2 separate regions of the Mus musculus genome follow, and region 1 is linked to region 2. The links are chromatin contacts, called in public Hi-C maps. All regions are on one chromosome and are shown on one strand. The core of a region is the stretch at or near the end of the contact, and the rest is flanking DNA. Distances in the headings are between cores, read along the strand shown.

Region 1 (5,073 bases), core at 399-2,898, 79 kb before region 2:
GAGTTTGAAAGAAAAGGCAACACTCCCTCCTGACTGTGCCATGGCCTGTGACCAACCCTGATTGAAAAGGAAGGGCTAAAGAACACCTTAAAGAATGACCCCTGTGGGCTGGAGAGATGGCTCAGTGGGTAAGAGCACCCGAATGCTCTTCCGAAGGTCTGGAGTTCAAATCCCAGCAACCACATGGTGGCTCACAACCATCCATAAGGAGATCTGACCCCCTCTTCTGGAGTGTCTGAAGACAGCTACAGTGTACTCACATATAATAAATAAATAAATCTTTAAAAAAAAAAAAGAATGACCCCTGTGAGTTTAAAATTCCAAGGATTCAATTCAGATAGACTCTAGTAGAAAATGTAAGTCTTAATTAAGCTTTACAGAGTCTCTGCTGGTATCTGAACACAGTGATGAATTTTGGTACAGTCCCACTACACACTGGCTTAGGTATTCACTGATTTTTAAGGAGAATACAAAAATCCCTTGTCCCTAAGTCAGCTCTCCAGTGTCTTTCTTTTGGAATGTCTGTAAATCGTGTCACTCAGCCGCACCTCACTGTTTCTCACTCACATGCCTAATGAACAACCTGTAACACCAGACACTCAGGATGTCAATTCCAAGTCTCAGGGTCTCTGTTCACTCTTGTAAAGATCTTGGGACACAACAGGTAAATGCAGGAGGTACAGAATAAAAAAGATGGACTTTCAGAAGAGACTAATTAAAGGCTGGCAGTGGCTGAGATGAATAAAATCAGAATGGAAGCTTAGATGTTTTAAATATAAAGGCCAAGGAGACAAGAACTAGAAAGTCAGACATGCCTAGATTAGGGAACTTGTTCCCATCTACAGGAAGTTTATCCCTGACATCTAAATAGTCATGTTTTAAAATCAACAAGTTTGCTGGTTTTCAGCTGCCACTGACTGGAACCCCCAGTGGCTCTGGCCCACAGTACAGGCAATCTGTGCCCAGTCAGACTAGATGAAGACATGCAGCCGGAAGCCAGCCAGCCAGCTTCACCCCTCCCTACTTCAGGAGTCTGAGCAAAAGGCTACCCGACTACAAGAGTAGTAGACCAGATGCTTTAACCCTAGCCACACAGGGCTGTACCACTGGCCCATCAAATTCCGAGAGTAAGTGGTCTAGGACTCCAGGGGATTCCCAGAATGAGAACGGAAGCCTATGAGCAAGTTCAGTAAGACCTTTGGTACCCTCCAGCCTCTCCACGGCAGTTGCAAATTCACGTCCACAGACACATATTTTCAAAATTTGAAATAATTATCTCCTAGAAATTACTCTATGTAGCCTTCTGGGATCTAAAGCAATTAAGTGAAGATAAATTTCTTTCATGGAGCAAGCTGTCAAAGGATGAAGCAATTTCATTCCCCATTTGAAGTGGAAGCTTTGGGTCATGCATGGTTTATTTGAAACAATGCCATCACCTAAAGCTGCTGATCTTATCTCTAACTCTGTTCTCCATTTCAAACTGCTGGAGATATGCAGCGTGGCACTGCCTGAAGTTATGACATCTGGCTCACGGCCAGTGAGACAGCAAGCCAACTTCTCTTCTAGGTTTCAAGCAGAAGAGGACAGAAATCATATTAAAAGAAGATAGCTACACATGTGAAGTCTGCTAAACCCTAAAAAGGAGGAAGTATTCTCAAGGCACTCGTTGAGTGTGATGAAAGATGCACCCTAGTAAAATGAAGTAGTGAAAGAAAAGGTAGGGTACCTCCTCCTCAAAAAAGGATAGGGTGAAACACACGCCAAAGAAGCAGATTTTTCTCTTCTGGGAGATACAAAGCCAGCAAACAAACCAATCGACAAAAAAGCCAGAGCAGCTTATTTCACAAACATCCTGATATATGGGAAGTACACCACAGTGGGCATCAAACCCTCGGCTCTAATTCAAACACTGTAGGGCTATGCTTGACATTTAGTGGAATAGTTCCCATCACTGTGTTGGTTTTTTTTTTTTTAAAGATTTATTTATTCTACATATGTGAGTACACTGTCACTGTAGCTGTCTTCAGACACACCAGAAGAGGACATCAGATCACATTACAGATGGTTGTGAGCCACCATGTGGTTGCTGGGAATCGAACTCAGGACCTCAGGAAGAACAGTCAGTGCTCTTAACTGCTAAGCCATCTCTCCAGTCCCATTGTTGTGTTTTTTAACTATAGCTGTCTGTCTGTCTATTTATTTATCCTTTATTTGTCTGTCTATTTCTAATCTGTCTGCTTATCTCTCATCTATCTATCTGTGTCTGTCTGTCTTGTCTGTCTGTCTTGTCTGTCTGTCTATCTATCTATCTATCATCTATGTATATATGTGTATCTCTCATCTGTCTGTATCAATCATCTATCAATCAATCAATCAATCAATCAATCATCAACCAATCAATCATCTATCTGAGTGTGTATGCATATGTGCCAAGCATCCAAGGAGATGGGGACAACTTGTATGAGAAGGTTCTTTCCTTCAATCACGTGGGTCCTGGTGATCAAGTTCACGTCCTAAGGCTTGTTGGTAAGGCCTTTACCTGCTACGTCATCTCACTGGTCCTGGCACTTTATTTTTGAAAGTCCTCTATAATCATACTGTTGTTGTTTTAAAATATGCAGTTAGTGTGTTAGCAAATAACTTCTGGTAAAACTCATCATATCATTTCATGCCTGAGTATGACTTTTAACAGAAGGCTTGAAGACTAAGAACTGGCTTTCAAGTGTCAGGACATGGGAATCAACAGATAAGTTTGTCAAACTAGATTGCTGGGTTATGAGCCCAAAATTTTCTGATTTGGAGGGGTGTGATAGAGTCTAAAACAGAACAAGTTCTCACAGGTAGCTGACCCTGATGGTACTGGGTGGCATACTATGAAAAATAGAGATACCGAGAAGATGGGAATCAGAGTAAGAGAATTATCTAGAATGGCAATACTAGAAATTGTTTTTGTTTCTCTGTTGTATTAGCCATATTTCTAGTACTCAGTGTTACAGATTATTAATGGCTGCTATATGGGATGATGTAGGAATAGAACAATTCCATTGCCACAGAAAGTTCTGCTTCACAGGATTGGTCAAGAAGATATGTGAGCACATGCTAAGATGGCTCACACCTTTAATCCTAGCACTCAGGAGGCAAAGGAAGGAGGATCTTTGTGAGTTTGGATCCACCCTGGTCTACACAGTGAGTTCCAGGACAACCAGGGCTACACAGAGAAACCATGTCTCGAAAAACTAAAAACAAAACAAACTAACAAAAAAAAAAAAAAAAGAAGAAAGGATTAGAGAGAAGGGACGAAGAGGTAGAGGAAGAGGAGGAGGAGGACAAGAGGAGGAGGAAGAGGGACAGGAGAAGGAGCACAAAAGGAGGAGGAGGAGAAGGAGGAGGAGGAGGGGAAAGAAAAGGAGGAGAGGCAGGAGGAGGAGCAGAGAATGAGAAGAAGGGGGAGGAGGAGGAGGGAGAGGAAGAGGAAGGGGTGAGATGTTTTTCTCAGTGGTTAAGGTGCCCATGTTCCTGTACATAATGTCTCATTTATTCTCCAATCATCAACCCCAACCAAATTCATAGTATCATTAAAAAAACAAAATAAAATAAAACAAAATAGCAATGTCCTTGCCAGAACATGATGCCACATGTGATGGCACACACTTTAAATCTAGCTCTTATGCTTCAGGCCAGCTTGGTCTACAGAGAGTTTTCCAGGTCAGCCAGGGGTGAGACCTGTCTCTGAAAAACAACTGGAAAGAGAAAGAGGATCAGCATGAACGGGAAGGAACAAGAAAAGGTAACAGGTGCTGGAGAGATGGCTCAGCAGTTAAGAGCACTGACTGCTCTTCAGAAGGTCCTGAGTTCAATTCCCAGCAACCACATGGTGGCTCACAACCATCTGTAATGAGATCTGATGCCGTCTTCTGGGGTGTCTGAAGACAGCTACAGTGTAATTACATATAATAGATATATAACCCCCCCAAAAAAAAGAAAAAGAAAAGGAAACAGGGTGAAGATGATAAGGGTACACTGTATACATGTATGCAAATGTCATAATAAACTACATATGTATATATAAATAATATACTATATATATATATATAACATTTAATATATATATCATAGTAATAAGAAACTTAAGAAGTAACTATAATAAAAATATTTTTAAAGAGGCTAGTAAGGGGCTTGGCATGGTGGTGCACACCTTAAATCCCTGCAGTGGGAAAGCAGAGGTAGGATAGATCCCTGTGAGTTAGAGATTCGCTTGTTCTATATATCAAGTTCCAGCACAGCCAGAACTTCATAGAGAGACTTTGTCATGCATGTGGTGCACAAACATGCACTGCAGGCAAAATAAATAAAATAAAAACAATGAAGGGCTGTAAAGATGGCACAATTGGTTAAGAGCACTTGTTATTTGCTGAGGATCCAGGTTTAGTTCCCAGCATGCACATGGCAGCTCATAACCGCCTGTAACTCCAGCGTCAGGTTCACAATGGCTACATATAATGTGGTATACAGACATACATGTAGTCAGAATATGCATAATAATAAACCTGTTATAAAAAACTCCTCACATACAATGAGACACCACATCACTTGTACAAGGATAGCTACAATAAAAAAGGTAAGTGACAGCAAGTGTTGGTGAAGACAGGAAAAATGTACCCTACATAGTTGTTGCTAATCAGAGTATAACATTTCACAATGGCTTTGGGGAACAGTCTAGCTCGGAAGTTAAACACGAAGTTTTCATATGACTAAACAATTTCACTTTTAGGTATGTACCCAAGAAAAACTATGCTTATACAAAATATAAAATATGCCTATACAAAAACTTGTAACTAAATGCTCATAGCAACATTACCAGTAATAGTCAAAAAGTAAAATTAACTCAAATGTCCATGAACTAATGAACAAATAAGGCATGGAATTTCCATACCATGGATTATTCAACCATAGAGAAGATCAGAATTTTGATACTCATCACCTTGAAACATGAACCTTGAAAGCATCACAGTGAAGGACAACAGACCAATTCCCGACACATGAAATATGCAGAGGAAGGCTGGGGTTTGTGGT
Region 2 (4,857 bases), core at 1,665-4,164:
CACAAGAATCTATTTTGAAAGGAAGAACAGAACTGCTCCTTATCAGTGCCAAAGTACTTTCTTTTTGAGCTCCTCCAATGGAGAGGTAAACAAATCAATTAAGTTAACTACAAAAACTAACAAGATTGAGCTGACAATTGGGATTCTAGAACTCAAAATTCCAGGCAACAGCTCCAGGAGAAAGGGGAAATGTGCCACAGATGGAGCTGTTGGGGCTAATCTGCAGCCTCCCAGTGCTAGGCCACTTACGCCTCAGCCAGCTTCAAACAGTGTAGGGCGGGCAGACCTTGGTGCAAGCTCGCTGAGTTCCAGGACATCATTCTTGAGGGTGTAATAACCATGGGCTGTAGCACACATGTTGAGGGATGAGGGAAAAAAATAAACAGAGAGACAAAAGAATGAGGATGCACTGCCAATTTCAATTGTGCAGCTTTTATTTTTAAATGCTTATCAAGCTGAGAGAGAGCAGAGTTCTTGGAAAACAAGGGTTCCTTTTTTCCAATGCCAGCGTCAAACACCCTCAAGGACGGGCACTGCACAGACTGTAACAACAAGGAACGTGGCTATGCATCTTCTCAGCAGCACAGCTCTCTACAGGTCCCACGCTGCTCTGATTTCGGCTTAGCTGAGAACTCTAAATAACAGGCCCATTGCCTCTGTTAAAAACTGTTCTTTTTACATTTTTTAAATCTGGAAACTGAATGCATTAGAATTACAGCCCATCACACACCAGCTCTCTTCACTAATAAAATACATGTGTAAAATGCCTAATTATTACTTTTACTGAACTATAGTGCTTAGGGATCAAATACCGGAAGCTGAAGGCTCAACCAGGGTAAGAAGCTACAGGGTAAGAAGGAGGAGCCAAAGAAGACCTACAGTTAGCAGCAGGAAAGAACATTAGGTCCCAATACAAGCCTCAAGAGCCCATGCCCAAAAGAAACAAAAGGGCACTAACCCTGTTTTTGTTCTGACCAGCTCCACAAGAATTCATGCCATAACGGCACACTGGGAGGCCTGGCGTGACTTACCCAGGCCTAAGCTGTTCATGCCCAAGCTCCGCACAAAAAGAAAAGTGTCGTCCAAGACAGATGGATCCTGCCTGACCACTCAGCAGAGGGCCTGGAGAGTCTGACCAGTTAAGGAGACAAATAACACATCTTCTTCTCCATGCCCCAAACCCTACCAGGTCCCCAGAGAGGCAAAACAAAGGTCATCAGAAGCAGACAATTATACAAGATCTATGTTGTGAAGGCAAGCAGACTACAGTCAGTTCTGGACTGTGCCCCATACCACATCCCAGATCACTTATCACAATGCTGGAAATATTACTCACAGGATGAGCCAGTCCATCCCTCCTCAGGGCTGGTGCTAAGAAGTCTGATTAGAAACTGGCAGTCAACTCTAACATGCTCATTTATAATAAAAGGTATGCATTAAACAAACTTGCCCAAACCTTTAACAAATCATGACTGTCATCCTTACTTTGCTTTAAACACACACACACACACACACACACACACACGCACGCACGCACGCGCGCGCGCGACTGAACCTAGGGCCTCAGGCATACTAGGCAATTGATCCACCACTGAGCCACTTCTTCAGCCTGTGACTGTCATTCTTAATCATCCACACAGACTTCTCCTTGGCAGATTTTGCCCACCTCTTAAGACTTTCACAAAGGTTTTTTTCTTCTGCAGGGCACATGAGAAAACAACTCTGTCATAAAGAAACCCAGGAAGAAAACCAGCAGAGGCAGGTGAGTTAAGCCTGTGGTGGACATTCCTTCTGGGGATGACCAGACGGGAACAGTAATTCACAGAGGCAGAGGGGTCTGCAGTCACTCTGCATGCCACATGTGTAACCCTTAAGAAGTGAGGAATGCTCTCAACAGGAAAAACACAGCAGCAAATGCTATGATACCAAAGCCACAACTCCATGGGTCCCTGGAGCCTCTCAAACTAAGCTGCCAGCTAGGGAGCTAACACTAGCTTTGGATGAAACACAGCTCTGGTAGAGTAATTAATTTTTTTCTTAACTAGGATTACATTAATTTTCAAGGACTAATGGAGTCCAGCTGTAATGAGAAGAGCGGCTGCTGATGCACAAAGGCACTTGTGCTTACAACATTATAAACACACACATACACACACACACAGAGAACGAGACAGAGCAAAAGAGACCTATAAAAAGGATCCACTATAACAGGATATTTTTAGTTTCTACAATGCTGCACTAAAAATACAGCCCTAGCTGATACATCATGGCAGAACTATTCTCTCCTGTCCCTTCAGGAACAGTTTAAAACATTTATTTTTGTTTCCTTTTGCAATGGTCAGAGTAGAGAGAGAAAATAGCAACTCATTGATAAGAGGAAACGAGAGCGACATGAAAAATTGAAAACTACCTAAAAACTCATGGAGAGGTTTATTTTATTAGTTCTTAATAAATATCTTGCAGATTTCCTCAGGAAATACACCAGATCACATGTAAAATAGTTTGATACTGATGTCAACTGCATCAACATATGAAGTCTATTAGGGTGAAGCCGCAGCAGGGTGATCAGCAAGCTGAAAAACTCCACAGTACTTTGGGGGGGGGGGGGGAATCTCACGGCCTTCCAAATTCTTCGAGAGGTAAAAAAGTCAGCCAAGACACAGAGAGAAAGAGAGAGGAAAAAAAAAAGAAAGAAAGAAAAAAAAATCCCACATCCTGCTTTCAGCTGCCAGCAATGTGAAGTGCCCAGAGATTAATTCTACGTCTGGCCTGGAAATGTGACTTTAAAGCATGAGGGAGGGGAGGCTGGGGGAAGTGGGTGAGGAGGAAAGAGGAGGGCAGGCTAACTGAGGCTGGCGGCAGGCCACCACCCCCTCCCAAGCCATGTTTCAATGTAGACAGAAGTAAACCCCAACAGACAGCAGCGCCTCAGCCTGCCAGGGCCTTACACCAGCTGCAGCGCATCTCGCTTTCCCCACTCAGCCCCAAGTGCAGATGTTCTCTGCACATCACTTCCGCTAGGTTTTCTCTTAAAGGACTAGCACACAGACGTATTTCCCTCTCTCAGTAACACACTGCTGTCTTTAGGGGACAAGAAGAAGGTCAAAATGCTGAGAACAGATATCACCAAGGCAAGATCTGCTCCAGTCCCCCCAACAGATCAGACTGGGTTAAAGAGCACTGGGAATCATGAGACTGGATCTCAGAGCCCAACACTACATAACAAACCAGGTGACCCAAAAACTACGGTAACTCCACCTCTGAAGATCCAGTATCTTCTGGTTTCCACACATGCATATATATTCACACACAAATAAATAAATAAATAAATAAATAAATTGTGGAGAGTAGAAGAAACCCTAAGAATGTTGTATTGTTGACATAAACTGGCTATGTCAAAGACCTCAGACTAATTAGAATATGGTAAATTCCCCCACTCCCAAGGGCAGGAGCTGAAGGTGAAGGTCAGAGGGAAATAGCAAAGCCTTCCTCAGGGGTCTGAATGTGGATACTTATATCAGCTGCAGAAACTGTTCACCAGAGCTCCCTTCCTGTGATGTTTACAGCCTGATTGATGACTGCTCCCCTACCTACAAAGATACCTGTTCCTACCAAGATTGGCTAATCATGTCTCCTTGATCTATTTGTATACCGTAAACCCTGCCTCCTGGTTTATCTCTGTGTAATGGCCTTGTTCAGCTGTACATAATAACCCAACCTCCCCATTCAAATCTATATATGCACGATAACTTCTGGGTGCTGTGATTTCTCCATCAGAAATACCCAGGACCACCTTACCCCAGCTTTCCTGTACATGTGTCTATATGTCTATCTTTTCTTCACTCCCTCACCACTTCAGTTCATCTGTCTCTGTAATCATGCTGGAGGTAGGAGTAAATAATTTTAAAAATGCAAATACAAACAAGAAATTACCAATATGAGGTCAGCAAAGATGGCTCAGAGGATAAAGGTTCTTGTGATGCAAGCCTGACCCCTGTACATCAATGTCACACACTCCCCCATAATAATATATGAAAACCAACCAATTCCCAGAGCCCACATGAAAGTGGGAGGACAGAATCCCCTCCAAAGTTGTCCCCCCACCTGTACATCAATGTCACACACTCCCCCATACTAATAAATGAAAACCAACCAATGAGTATAGCAAGCTCTTGTTATACTTACTGTCTGCTCAAGTAAACCGATGTAAGGTCTACAAGGCTATAGATAAGGCTATATAGAGAACCTTTAATGGCTAATAAAACTTGGGGGAAAATGTCATTCTTCCTAATAGTCAACAAAATGCAATTTACAATAAGACAGGTTTGAAGACAGCTTTGTAGTTTCTTACAAAATGTAGTATCTGCTGGGGATGGCAATTATGTGTCTGTAATCCCAGCACTCGAGACTGCTGAAGCAGGGGATCAGATTTTCAAGGCCAGCCTGAACTACAGTGAGACAGTGTCTCAACAAAACTAGAGTGGGGAGGTAGATGACTCAGTAGGCAAGACCTCTTACGATGCAAGCACGAGGACCTCAGTTCAAATCTCCAGCAACTACATACATCACTGGACAAAGCTGTCATGCCTGTAACCCAGCATTCAGGGGTAGGGACAATCTGAGCTCTTGCAAAAATGGAGAGCTTCTCATTCGCTGAAGATCCCATCTCAGGGTAGTGAGTCAGTCACAAAGGAGCATACATACCCACTGATCATTCTAGCCTCTCCAAGTGTATGCTACAGCTAGACACACACACACACACACACACACACACACACACACACACACACACACACCACTCTAAAAAGAGCCCAAAATAAAAAACTAAGGTACTCTAAATATATGGACCAGCTATCA

Evidence for each region. Hi-C and Micro-C count contacts between places; a contact is called where the count stands out from the background.
Region 1: a Hi-C map of uterus shows a contact between it and region 2, with 5 times the contacts expected there. The contact joins two enhancer-like sites. A contact is called at or near these places in 1 of 15 datasets of contacts at CTCF or cohesin (CD8 T cells), 4 of 484 Hi-C or Micro-C datasets (group 2 innate lymphoid cells, liver, nephron progenitors and 1 more) and 10 of 115 datasets of contacts at active chromatin or transcription factors (CD8 T cells, the HPC-7 cell line, double positive thymocytes and 6 more).

The regions. Positions count from the first base shown.
Region 1 is chr11:75,088,811-75,093,883 of GRCm38.p6, reverse strand. The region is part of intron 13 of Smg6 (Smg-6 homolog, nonsense mediated mRNA decay factor (C. elegans)); the gene reads right to left. Among named protein-coding and RNA genes, the nearest start is that of Gm51907, 40 kb to the left of the region's middle. Within about 2 kb of position 1,648, at least 49 of the 459 cell types and tissues checked have an H3K27ac peak or open chromatin away from gene starts, as enhancers often do. A contact at or near this core is called in the HPC-7 cell line, heart atrium and uterus, where this site is marked.
Region 2 is chr11:75,011,213-75,016,069 of GRCm38.p6, reverse strand. All of the region lies in intron 10 of Smg6 (Smg-6 homolog, nonsense mediated mRNA decay factor (C. elegans)), which reads right to left. Among named protein-coding and RNA genes, the nearest start is that of Srr, 88 kb to the right of the region's middle. Within about 2 kb of position 2,914, at least 205 of the 459 cell types and tissues checked have an H3K27ac peak or open chromatin away from gene starts, as enhancers often do. A contact at or near this core is called in the HPC-7 cell line, heart atrium and uterus, where this site is marked.